Regions from separate parts of the Zea mays genome. Here region 2 is linked to region 1. A link is a contact called in public Hi-C data. All regions are on one chromosome and are shown on one strand. Each heading gives the region's core, a stretch centred on a gene start, on an enhancer-like site or on the middle of the called end of the contact. The rest is flanking DNA. Distances are from core to core; before and after follow the strand shown. Region 1 holds the start of LOC103630680 (mitogen-activated protein kinase kinase kinase 17). Region 2 holds the start of LOC100383478 (Phosphoethanolamine N-methyltransferase 3).

Evidence for each region. A called contact is a pair of places that touch in the nucleus more often than the background predicts.
Region 2: a Hi-C map of bundle sheath shows a contact between it and region 1, with 2.1 times the contacts expected there. The contact joins the promoter of LOC100383478 here to the promoter of LOC103630680 in region 1. A contact is called at or near these places in 3 of 25 Hi-C or Micro-C datasets (bundle sheath, ear and endosperm).

The regions. Positions count from the first base shown.
Region 1 is chr6:173,660,271-173,667,141 of Zm-B73-REFERENCE-NAM-5.0, forward strand. LOC103630680 (mitogen-activated protein kinase kinase kinase 17) reads right to left here and starts at 3,580. Exons shown (of 1, transcript XM_008651737.4): 1 at 1,161-3,580. The coding sequence starts at 2,612. The coding sequence ends at 1,161.
Region 2 is chr6:173,818,096-173,824,624 of Zm-B73-REFERENCE-NAM-5.0, forward strand. It overlaps LOC100383478 (Phosphoethanolamine N-methyltransferase 3), which reads right to left and starts at 1,761. Exons shown (of 12, transcript NM_001176126.1): 1 at 1,333-1,761; 2 at 1,009-1,133. The coding sequence starts at 1,372.

The sequences.
Region 1 (6,871 bases), core at 2,330-4,829:
GAAGATTCCTTCACTCGGTCCGTTGCTTGGAAGGGAGGGGAAAGGCGGCGAAAGCAACAGAAAGAAAGATAACAAAAAGGCCGGATCACTGCTCGGAAGGATGAGCTGACGGCAGTCATCGGATTGCACCGAACGGGCGAGGCGGGTGCATATCCATATATCCAATACATATCGTCCCGTATGCATATCCGCCGCCGGTGGCTCGTGGACCGTGGTCCTGGGTCCTGCGACTCCGACTCAGACGTGCGCGCGGCGGTGTGCTCGGTGCGGTGCCGTCCAATTGTACTCGCGCGCGGCGCGTCCATGCCGGCTGCCGGGTCTCAGTCTGACGCGCTTGCCGCCTGGGACTGGGATGATGCTGCCCCATACCACCGTCCCCGTACGGCGACGACCATATCCGAACCCGGCCCAGCGTTTTGTATCTGGCAAGTTAAAGTTATTACGGGTAAAGTAAAGATTAGGGAGGGAGGGAGGGAGAGGCAGGCAGGCCGCATCGAGCGTATCGGCGCTCGCTTCGCTTGCGTTGCGTGCGTGATGAGACGGCTGGCAACCGACTGGTTCACAGTCTGGAAAGCACAGGCAGACAGCGGTGAAGGGTGTGGTGAACCCCCTACAGCGCGGCCAGTAGCCAGCTCCAGATCCCGCATTGACACGCTACCCAGAGGAGCCAGTAGCGCGGGCGGGCGAGCGACGAGCCCCCCCTAGTGCTGCATTGGCAGGCAAGCAGGGTAAAAAGCGCTGGCCGCCGGGGTGGATGTGGATCGGCACCCACGCCAGGATATCCCTCTCCACTCCTCGACGTCCCCACCCACCGGGAGAAAAAAAAAATATCCCCACTCGGCGGCGGGGCTCGCACGTGGTCCGTTCCTGGACCCCCGGGTTACGGAGTCCGAGCTCTCAAGGTTTTCGACCAGTGCGCGCTGCCCAAGTTTACTCCGGAATGGCATTGGCAGAGACCCTTTCTGCGTCCGCGCTGACGCTGCGCTTTTCCGTGTCGACGCGGCTCTCTCTCTGGATTGGAACCTTCGGTGCGTGCCGTGCTGGGGAAGCTCGAGCCGCGGGGGATTGGAGATTGACACACACACACGGTCACGGCTGTCTCACGGTCTTCCACCTGTACGCGGTGAATTTTACTAGGACTGGACCAATCCATCCAGGCTTTACGTGTGTGAATTCGTAGCAGCTAACGAGAATGTTCGACTCGGCGATCCTATGCCAGAAACAGAATGGGAGGAAAGGAAAGAACAGAGATTCTTGAAATCCATGAAGCCGACCGATAAACAGGGCAAATTTGGGGTGGTGGAAAGAAGGAAATCCATTGCATTGTTGTTTGTGTCACACAACAATCTAGTACATTGCATTTCACCATCACAGGGTGAACTCACACGGAGATGCCACTCGCGATCAGGCGGGCTAGCGTCAGCTTCTCCTGCATTGTGGGCGCCGTCGGCGTCCGTGTCGAGGGGCTCGGCGGCCTGGTCTGCCCTCTCTTCTTCCTCTGTTCCGGCACCGCCGTCGCCGACGCAAGGGCCCTCGTCCACCGTCGCGTCGGACGATGCTTCGGCTGGTGCGGAGAGCACGTCGATCCAGCCCTCGTCGGAGTCCCACCAGTCCGGCAGCGCCGAAGCAGGGCAGGCCAACGCGCCGATCCTGTCGGCGGTGCTCTGTGCCGACACCGCGTCGACGTCGACGTCGTGGTGGTGGCGGTGGTCGTCGTCGCTGTCGCTGTCGCTCTCGGACTCCCAGAATGCCGCGTCCAGCGTGCTCTTTGGCGACACCCACGTGCCCTTGGCGCCGTCCAGGTCCAGCGTGCTCTTGGAGGCGACGAACGGGTGCTCGAGCAGCTGCGCCGCCGTGGACCGGTCGCCGGGGCGCCGCGCCAGGCACCGGCCCAGGAAGTCCTTGGCCTCGGCGGACAGCCACTGGGGCACCTCGGGGACGGCGTCCGTGTACCCGATGAGGCGCACCGCGGCAAGCACGTCGCCGGCGGCGGCGGCCCACGGCGCGCGGCCGGTGGCCATCGCGAGGACGGTGCAGCCCAGCGCCCAGACGTCGGCAGGCGGGCCCTGCGCCTCCGCGCGCGCCACCTCCGGCGCCATGAACGCCGGCGTGCCGCCGATCGGCAGCGCGGCGTCGTCGTCCGCGGCCCTCCTCGCGCACCCGAAGTCGGCGAGCTTGGCGCGGCCGTCGGCGCCGACGACCACGTTCCGCGGCTTGACGTCGCCGTGCACGAGGCCGGCGGCGTGGACGTACGCGAGCCCCGCGGCCACGTCGGCCGCGTACGCCGCGACGGCGCGCTCCTCGAGCCGCCCGCCGCTCCGGGCCGCGGCCACGTCGGCCAGCGACCCGCCGGGCGCGTACTCGAGGAAGAGCTGGTACGAGCCGTCGCGCCCCGCGCGGCCGCCGATGCATGGGACGACGTGCGGCGAGCGGAGGCCCGCCATGAGCGCGCGCTCCCGCCGCAGCAGCTCCGCGCCCGCCGCCGCCGGCGCGCACTTGACCGCGAACAGATCCCCCGACGCCTGGTCGGCGGCCAGGAACACCTCCGCGCCCGACGCGCCGCGGCCCAGCGTCCTCACCCGCGTCCACCTCCCGCTCACGGCCATCGCCATGCCGCGCGCGGTTGTTGCGATCTGCTTGCTTGCTTGCTCTTCTTGTTTGTTTCTCGCGTGCTGCTGTGGTGGTGGTTGTTTCTGTTGGCCCTGACTTGTCTCGAGCTGGCCTTGCGTTGCTGAGTCCTTTTTGTGGCGGGTGCCAGGTGCGTTTGTTTATATATAGGGGGGATGGGGGATGCTATTGCTTGTTCTTGGGATTAGGAAGGACTGCAAGTTTAGAACATGGAAGGTGTTTGGCGTGTGGCAAAAGCGCGGCGCGCGGGGGAAATTAGAGATACCGATGGATACGGAGGCCAAAAGGAAAAGGCGTGGGAAGCAAGTCTCTGCTTCTCCCGCGGCCACGCGCTCGTGCGTGAATGCGGTGTGTGTGAACGACCGGCCGAATGGGCATGGACATGGACTCTGCTTCTCGCGACTCGCGCGCGTGGTGGGAACGCGCGGGGGCCTGACCGAGGGTGAAGCTTCACAGTCCACCCGCTTTACCCCGCGCCCGTCAACTCCGACGACGCTCAGGCTCGGACCGGAGGGTACTTGCACATCCCGTTCCTCGCTCGCTCGCTGACAAGTTCTGGGCAAGTCCACGGCTCCACGTACTAGAAGAGATAGAGAGTTCTACGAAACAGCGTGGAGCTCATCCACGGGGTGCACGAGGCAGTCTGTGTGCTTTGCTCCGGTCCGGAGGGGCCACGGTTGGTCGCTCCACACTCGCTTTGTCTGTAGCGTTGCACAAGTCCACAGCAAAGTTATGGTGTGTAGCCACCAAATCCTCCATCAAACAAACAACAACAACTGCTACTACTACAGAGGGAAAAAAAACATTCTCGAAAGGAAGAAAAAAAGTCTTTCTTTGAGTCTGGACAAGAGGACCGGATACATTCGCGGGCGTGTAACGCAAGCTCGGACGCAGCGGTCGCGTCAGCGCTCAGCACTGGCCGGCCGCTGCACCCTGCTATAAGCTGCGGATGGCGCGCGATTGCTCCGATTCCAAGCTGCAGTCGCGGTCAAATGCATGTATGTACCGACGGTACGGTGTCGTTCACGAACGCTGCCGTCCCGTGCATGCACTGATGCATGTGGTCGTCCGTGGCCGTGAATCGTGCCGGCCGTCGTTCGTTGCCCCGCCTGAACCACGCCGCCATAAGGGATCAACCCAACGCCGCAACGCGGGCGGCTGAAACGGCAGAAAAGGGAAAGGAATCCGTTTCGATGTTTTTTTTTTGGAAATAGCAATGTGTATTTGGAAGATTGGATGAGTTTTAGGGGTGGTTTGTAGGAACTAATTTTTAGTTCTTATATTTTATTCTATTTTAGTCATTAAACTGGTAAATATGGAAACCAAAAATAAAATGGAGTGACTAAAATTTAGTCATTGTAAACTAAAACATCCTTTAATTAGTTATCATGATTTATAGGAGAGCATGAAATACTTTTTAAAGCACGGTATTTTAGCTGATATGTTTTATCTAAAAAGTGGATAAGCATGAAAAATATCTAGCGTTTTACGTAGAAAGAGCGTAGATCAATATGTGGCAGAGCCAGGAATCTATACTATTTATTAAAGCTCCAAGAGTAGTCTGTCATTCTTGGTTTTGTTATTTCCTATTCTGCCACACCTGGTTCTGTCATTTTCATTCTTTGTTCTCCCCTTTTCATTCCCATTCCCCGTCCTCTCCCATGCTGCCTTCCATTCCCATTCCCTTCCTTTACCATTCTCCATCCTCTCTCTCGTGCCCACTTCCATTCCCATTCCCATGGTTTTGCTACCAGCCGATAAAAATGTCCAAAAAAACGATTATATGGATCAAACTCTGACCAACACACAGCCAACAAAAACCGTCCCTTCTAACCAATAGCACTATTGTTCTTTCTTGTTGTACTAAGAAGCTTTCATCTATTCACTAGGTGAACGTCTGTGCATTGCTACGGAGTGAACATGTTATGATAAGATATATTTAAATTAAAAAATTATATTTTCCATTTTATGTTTTTGTTATCATCTTTTAAAGTTAAGATTTTTTACATAAGTCTTACACATCGAACAAATCCACCATGTACATTAAAATGCAATGCTTATCGACCACTCAAGTAAATCTGCTCTTGTAACTTAAAGTAACCAAAATTAAACAATGATCAGCAACCACCTTGTGCTAAGGTAGAAAAATAACAAGCACAAATTTGTAATAAATGATATCATGTATTGCATCTGAGTACAAGCACATGTAGGTCCACCAAATAAGTTTGTTACATGGAAACAAAATGAAGAACTTTAAAAGATGGTAACAAAAACATAAAATGGAAAATATAATTTTAAATTTCAATATATCTTATTATAACATGTTCACTCTATAACAACGCATGGACGTACACCTAGTAAAATATAAGAGAGGCCAAACAACCCCTATTTATATGTTTTCTTAGTTTGTACTAGTCGACAACGAAAATATGCAACGATTGTCAAATTTTGAGAAATAAATTGTATAACATCATCTCGAATAGACTAGCCAAATGGCACATCAAGCCAAAATCTAGCTACTCAACAAAAAAAACTCTCCAACAGACTAGCCATTTGACTTGCCTAGCTATATGTCTTTCTGAATTAATCTCCTTTCTAGCCAAACTTGGCTAGCTACTCCAGCTAGCCAAACTGACTTGCCAAGTCTGGGATGATGTGTATGACCCATATGTCGGTGTGTGAAGAATGTAGCGATTGGGACTTGAGAAATGGGAAATTGAGTCTGCTGTAGTGAGATGCTACATATAAAATAGATCAAATGGATTAGTCCTTCATAGGGCCTAGTATGGTACTTGACTAAGGTCCGGACGGTCCGTAGTTCAAATGCATGAAACAACAAGTTCCTGTGTGTTTTCCGACCATAGTACTCGAGATGGTTCGGTATTTGCGTCGGACAGTACATGTTTGGCAATTTCCAAAGTTGAGTTTCTGACTTTATTTGTCAATCTTTAAAGTATCTTCTCTAAGTTAATTTGAGGGTGTTCCTATGACTTACACACACACACATATATATATATATATATATATATGTGACTTATACAAGCATATATATAGACTAGCCAACTAGTCTAAGTCATGGATTTTGGCCAGTTTAATTCCTTTAACTCATATTATGCTTTTGCTCAACTTAGCTCCACAAGAGTGAAACCTTGAATCTTCCAACATCTCTAGATAGATCAAATAGGTTTCTACGGGTGTTTAGAACTTATCCAAAGTGTAGAACTACTGTAAATTCTTCTTTTCAAGTTTTACCCCCTTTTCTGGCTAGATTTGAGCTATTTTCTAGCTTAGTAACACAATTATTGATCTTATAAACTTACGAACAAATACTTGGCAAACTAATTAGTTCACATAATTGTGACAGTCATCGAATACCGAACCATATCTAGAAATGGGTTAAACACCATTGCCCTTTCACCTCCCTTGGAAGGGAGGGGCAGAGTAATATTTATTGGGTTGGACATACACACTTTGTCCCATAGGGTTGATTCCAAGTCTATAGAGATCACTCTACACAAAGGACAAAACATAAAGGTGGATTAGTTCGTTTACGACAGAACTTCCACCATAACCAAAAGGTTAAGAGGGAGCTAGAAGATCTTGATGCTCAGTAGTGTATGAGCATGTAACCTTTTTTACATTTATGTTCATCAATAGATAGTAGCAAGAGGACAAAGTAGGGTATTACAGACACACATTTTGTCGACTCTCAGCTGTGCTTAGGTTCAACATGACCCTATGCTCCGCTCTCTCCTGAAACTCTTCCTTTTCGTTACTTTGTGTACCTTAGTATTGTTAGATAATGATAATATTTATTTAGAAAGTAGATAAGATAAAGAAAGATTATATAGTTAGATATTTATATAAGTAAGAGTGTACAATATGGGCACATGATAACATCATATGTCAACACAACATGAGTCATGGAGTCTACATATGGGTGTTCCACTTCCCCATACCATATTAAATATAAACCAAGTATAAACCATTTAAAGATTTGAAGGTGTCATGGTAGGGTGGAACGAGTAGGGTGTGTATGGTTAGCTATATAAAGAGTGTAAGAGTAGATCCTCTATTATGTCGTACTGAATAAAATGTTGAGTTTTTATATAGTTTTAATCTTGTCTATTGGTATCAAATTATGGTGTTTACCATAAACTTTAATATGGGAACATATCGAATGCAAACCACGTTTTGGTACAAATCCCGTGAAAACCTACTAAAAGAAGTTCTAAAAAATTCG
Region 2 (6,529 bases), core at 511-3,010, 160 kb after region 1:
TAGTGAAAATTTGAGTACTCAAATTGTTACTGAACATTTTTTTCCCACAAAACATGATTTAACTAAGACATGACTTGGTGCTCTTCCTTTATTGAAAAAAAAACAGTGTACTATTCATCGGTTATGATGAACGTAGGAGGGTAGGCCTGGTATAGTGGCGAGTCACGGGTTCAAAACAGCCTCACCCTCTAGCGCTGGATCTGCCCTTTCCTACTGACTTCTCTAGAGTCTACTCATTTCCCTGCTCGCTTTATAGACCCTACTTAGCCTTTGGCGTAGGGTCTATCTTTTTTTATCGATTAAATGATTAAGTTACGATACTATGATCTCATAAGTCTCCAAGTCAACTGTACAGTTTCATAATCGTTCTGCACTGTTTCATAATTGATACCAGCAAGCAACGAGGCACAGATATTATGTTGTCATTTAGTTTAGTGCACATCTCTGTTGAGCTCATATTAGCAAAGCACGTTGAACGTCGTCAAGCCACGTCACAAGCACTTAGTGCTAAAATAAGAAAGGATTTGTTAGCGGTTCGTTTGGCTTTGCAATTGGCTAGGTGTCAAGTCTGAGGATGTTCAGATTTGAAGCAGTGAATCTGCTGGTCTCAGGACATAACTGGAACGGAGCATACACACTCAAAAGGCAAGTGTCAGCATCAGTGTCTCTGCCTCAGCTGTCAGCTCTAACGCTTTCTTAAAAAAAATCGTCACGTTTTCGTTGATCAATATATCGCCGATGCGACTGTCCTGGGAAAAAAATTACTGTCCAGTTATGAACATATCGAGCAGTTGCTGTCAAGGCAACTTTTTCCCAGAGGGTGAACGCTGAACAGAGGCCATGCCGTGCCATTACAGCACGGGCCAATCATTTTTCTGCGTCCGAGATATGGCAAGATTCCGGTATGGACAGAACGTAAGCACCCCCAAAAAAAAGTAAATCATTCAGCAGCAGCAGCAACGGAAACGAAAACGGGGGGAGCCGGAGAGGAGGATGTTGATGCAGCACCTCGGGTCGCTCTTCCTTGTCGAGGTCGGCGGCGCGGGAGTCGAGCATCATGGACTCGACAGTGAGGCACTTGGAGTGCTCCTCCCAGTAGCTCTTCTGCACCTTGCGCTCCACCTCCCCGATCCCTGCACGCGCGACGCAGCCGCCGCCGAAAACAAAACCCATGTCAGATCGCATCAACCCAACAGAACAGAACCCTTCCCGTCCGCCAACCAGCCCAGAAAACCCTTCCCTCCCGTCTCCGCCCACCACCTGTTCGAGTTCGGCCCGGCACTACGGCGAGCAACAGTAAGGGGGGATCCGCGGGCCCGCCCGTCAACTTACCATTCGCAACGGCCACCACGGGGACGCCGACGGTGTCCATCTCTCGAGTCCTTCCTTCCTTCCTTTACGGACGACGGTAGGTGTGTTGGGTTTTATTTCTTTCCGTTCTCTTTCGTTGTCGTCTACGGCGTTATAAAAGCTGCAGCGCGAGGAGAGCCGGATCGAGGGGTTTTCGGTTGCGCTGCGTGCGTGGGGCGGGTGCGTTTCAGGCGCCCTCGACTGCGCGGCGGGAGCGGGAGAAGCCGCGGGAGCGGCAGTTGTGGGCGAGGCCCCGCTGCTGCATCAACCGGATCACCAGCGCCCGAGCGTCCGGACCAGCGCGCGCGGCGGCGGGGCGGGCGGGCGGGGACGGGATCGGGTCAAGAGGACAGGGGGGTGTCCGCTCGCCGGGTGGAGAGGAGAGAGTGGGAATGGTGTGATGGATGAACGGGAAGGAGCGGTGAACGGGTCCTGCGGAGGGGGGCGGGGCTTTATAGGTGCGCGGCGGCGCGGTTGGGACTTGGGCGATGCAGCGGTGGGGAAGCGAGAATCCCCGTGAAGATCTGGGTGGGGCAGTGCGCGCCCTCGGATCGTCTGCTCCCGTTGGAAGAGCCGCGCCATGGCCGTCCGTCCCGTCTCTCGTCTCGTCTCGACCTCGGTTAACATCTCTGCTGCATCCCAGCCCAGACTCCCAGCGCGGTTGCGAGTGCGCGGGCCGCGCCGAACTGAGCAACCCCACTGTTACGTGCCTAAACATTCTACGAGTATTATTGCCGCCGAGGCCCGAGGTGCATGGACCAGACTACCAGAAATAACTAGTACTAAGTCTTTTTATTATTTTACTCTAAGTTTAACCGACTTATTTTATTTAAAATATTTGTGAGACTGACCGCAGCCGTGACCAATTTTTCTCCTATATCACTTTTTGTATCATATCATCAATATTTCACCCCCTAAATTTTCATCTCCCGCAGCGGTTCCCTCTATATTATCCCTTATACTCCACTACAATTATAAAATATCATTATCTAACTCTTTTCATCTTTTATTACTATTTTTTCAACTATTAAATAGGGGAGCACTGTGCAAAGAGGCGCTACAGTGCTCCCCTTGATCTGGGGGAGCAGCGCGGCATCCCCTAGCGCTGCAACGCGTACGGGGCATTTGGAGGCCAGCGCTGCGCGCTTAGAGGCCCCCTACGCGTATACAGTGCTAGGGGAGGGGGCACCGTGCGGCATGCGCCGCGGACGGTCTGAAGATGTGCATGGACCAGACTACCAGAAATAGCTAGTACTAAGGGTCCGTTTGGTTGGTCTATGGCTGTGAAAAAGCTGCTATGGGCTGTGAGCTGTGAAAAAAATTGTTGTGAGTTGTGAGCTGTTAAAAAACTAAAAAAACTGTTTGGTGGAAACCACTAAAAACTGTTAAAATTTATTCGATATATGTTTTCACAGTTCCATCCGAAAGCCACTAAAAGCAGGTTTAGGGGTGCTTTCAGTTTTGCACTGCGAGAAAGTCGGCTTTTAGAAAAAAAGCTGTTTCCTGGATCCATCCTTTTGGTTTGCCTTTTGGCTTTTAGGGGATAAAAGCCAAAGTCAAAAGCCAAATCAAACACACCCTAAGTCTTTTGACTTTTTTATTTCAAGTTTAACCGACTTATTTTATTTAAAATATTTATGAATACATAAAAAATAGTTGATAGTTAAAGTACGTTGTATGATAAACTAAATTAGAATAAAAATAAATAATAACGGTCAAACTTGGTCTCAAAAGTCAAAACCACATCATTTTGTGACGGAGGGAGTAGCTGATTGCGCATGCACCGCTGTGCTCTTCCCAATCCCATGAGGCCAGAGCCCAGAACGGAACAAGTTTCGCATGTCAGCTTTTTCCTCAATCCCGAGAGTGTTTTGCATGTTTGCAATATATAGCATCGTTCGGGTTTAACGGCACGTTTGGATCGTAGTGTTAAAGTTATAACTTTTATAATTTAAACTTTAGCGCTTCGACACCTAAACCAGAGTGTTAAAAGTGAAGTGCTAAATTTTATCTTTCAATAGCATAGCAGTTTAACTCTTTAAGATGTGCTAATTTTAGCACCCTTCTAAATTTTAGCATATAATATCCAATCAGGCCCTAAGAAATATAAAAAATGAACGAGATTATGGACCATGCGTTGCTTATTTTGGTTGGCGACGCTGCTGGCGTGCGGCGTGTTTAGCCTGCCTTTATTTCTTTCTTCCGAAATTTGTTTAGCTTTTTTAAAAAAATACCGGTGTTCCTATCGTCGAAAAAATGGAAGGCATTTTATGGAAATATAACATTTCTATCTTTTTTATAATAAAACATAGCCAAACTTATAACATATAAACGACATACAGTTGAGATAATATCATAATAACATGCAATAGTTATGCAGAATATAGTTTAATGGGAAAAAATAACTGTTATAGTTGTTCAATGCAAGATATTATTTTTGTAGATCCAAAACATATGGCAAACGTCATAGATAATAAAACCCAAACTCTCCTGTAATTTAGAAACGTTTAACTAGATGTCCATACTAAGGATGTGAATTTGAGAAACCACATTTATAGCAAACGTAGATGAGGAAAACAAACCATGTTTCTTGTTTTTTTTCCAAATAAAAAAACTGTAAGCTACGACGACATGGGACAATTTTGGTCCTTGCATTCTTTTGTGCTTCACGTGACCGGGGCCGTTAGACGCGTGGTGTGCATCTGGTGGGCGAATTCTGGTGTTGCGTAGGACGGCGGGGGATGCTGTGTGGGTGTTGCCTGAGGTGGAGGCAAATAATTGGGCATGGTGGATTCCCTTTGGTACCCTGGCCCCCACTTGATTGGTGTTTTCGTCTCTTTCATGATGATACTACCGCACTGGTAAAAAAAATCAGTCCTTTTTACTCCATCCGTTCCAAATATATGTTTGTTTCAGAGTTAAAGCGTCTAAAATTCGTCAAATTCGTGGATTCTTCAACAATTATACTTTTCATATTATACTTGATGTCATATATTTTTTGTAATTTAAGTTAAACTCGAGACGCTTTTCCTCTCTACAGAAATTGAAATAATTTATAATTTAAATGGATTGAGCATAAGATAATGCGTAGTTTGTCTGCTAGGAATCGAGAAAGGTCGTTTATGCAGAAAACCGTATGCGCGCTGTTGCTCTGGCTCTCGGAGCGAGAGGCCACGTGGTCGGGCATGAGGCTGACACCTTCTTTTAGCGGCATGCGGACTGTTGAGGATCGTCTCCTTCTGTGTGCCGTGCAGCTGTGCTGAAAATGACGACACTACGCAATGGTGCCTGAACATACTATATCTATATATATATATATATATATATATATATATATATATATATATATATATATATATATATATATAGTATTTAGAGCCCTGGGCTCTCTCTAACTACATGAAGCCCCGACCAGACACCGACCAGGTGCTCTGACCGGCGCGCACGCTTTACTGGTTTACTGTAATACACTGTTACGTCAATTATAAATACGAGTTATGCTCCTTTTTGTTATCGTTTACACTCTTTTGGTGTGCGCACGTCTCGCGGCATCCGGGCCCACGAAAAGATCGTGTTCTCGCAATCTAGGCAGTTTACGTAATCCGGGCCCACGAATCAAGGAACTGAGCCGTCGTTTTCTCAGCTCAGCTCTCCCGTAACTATCGCTCCCGCCGAACCCTAGCCAAATCCGCCGCCGTATGCTGCTTCTCCTCGGCGCCCGGCGAACCCTAGACTAACCGCCGCTGTCGCATTAAGATTCTCCCCCGCAGTTCCCCCGCCGTCGCATTCTCCTTCACCACCGCAGAGACCCGCCCTCGCCTTCTCCGCCGCACGCCCTCGCCTTCTCCGCCGCACACAGGCCGTGGCCTTGTTTTTCGTCTCCGGCAAGGGCCCCGGAATCGAGGAGGCGGTTGTGCCGCCCCTGCGTTCTCCTACTCGTCAGAGACCGAGACCTCGATCTTCTCCACCGCGGCGGCCGAACGCCGAGTCCCCTACCCCGTCACGAGGTCCGTCCCCAACGTCGAGTCCCCGACGCATTTGACACAGCCCCGCGTCGCGTTGGGTTGTCCCCTGCACAGGTGTATCGGATTCAGCCGCCCTCCAGGCCCATCCACATTCCGGTAAGCCATCAACCTTTAACTCTTCCAATCTGAATCGTAGATAGAGTTCACATTATTATTTTGCCAATTGCTTGATTTATCAAATACCAATTCATTATAAATTTATAGTTAATTGGAGACACAAATGTATACTATGCAATCTATCACACCTTTATGCAGTTTACAATATTTTGTTTATGTTGATTTGTTGACAGAAGTATGATCCATACATCAATACATTATGCCATAAAACCTATTGCTGTTCAAATTGGGCTAGCTCACACGAAATAACCAGGTTATACATTAATTAGATGTCGCATATGAGCAGATTTTTTTTGATCAAGTTAGTCTCACAAGTTTATGCAATTTACAATATTGTGTTATGCTGATTTGTTGACACAAGTATGATCCATACATCAATACATTATGCCATAAAACCTAATGCTGTTCAAATTGGGCCAGCTCAAACGAAATAACCAGGTTATACATTAATTGGATGTCGCATATGAGCAGATTTTTTTATCAAGTTAGTCTCATAAGTTTATGCAATTTACAATATTGTGTTATGCTGCTTTGTTGATACATTTATGCAATGTATGGTCATGAACTGATCTGAATTGACTTTGTGCTTATCTTTTTTTTTGATCCTTTACGTATTTTATGTATATGTGTTGTTTCATTTTGGTAGGAACATCAGTGATGAAGAACGTAGACTGACCACCTTCCAATCCAAAACGGATCATAATCCAGTCTACTCAGGAGTGCTTCAGCGTTGACATACCCCGTGCTCCGGCGGGGACTGTTAGACCCGAGACAAGGCGTGCTGCTGATGAGGATGATGACTTTATGCCATCATCCAAGAAGCGTAAATTGGACGACAGCCCTGGGAAAGTTTTGAAGAAGGTAGTCACTAAGCGGAGGAAAGCAGTGCCCCCACCCCGACAGGTTAGATATTTATGTCTATGGCAATATATCATTTTTATGCGTGAAATCATGTTGTCTTGATGTCTGAGTTAAACATTGTGTTGCGATTATGCACATGTAAATGTTTACAATATTCATTTTATATATTTTTCCCA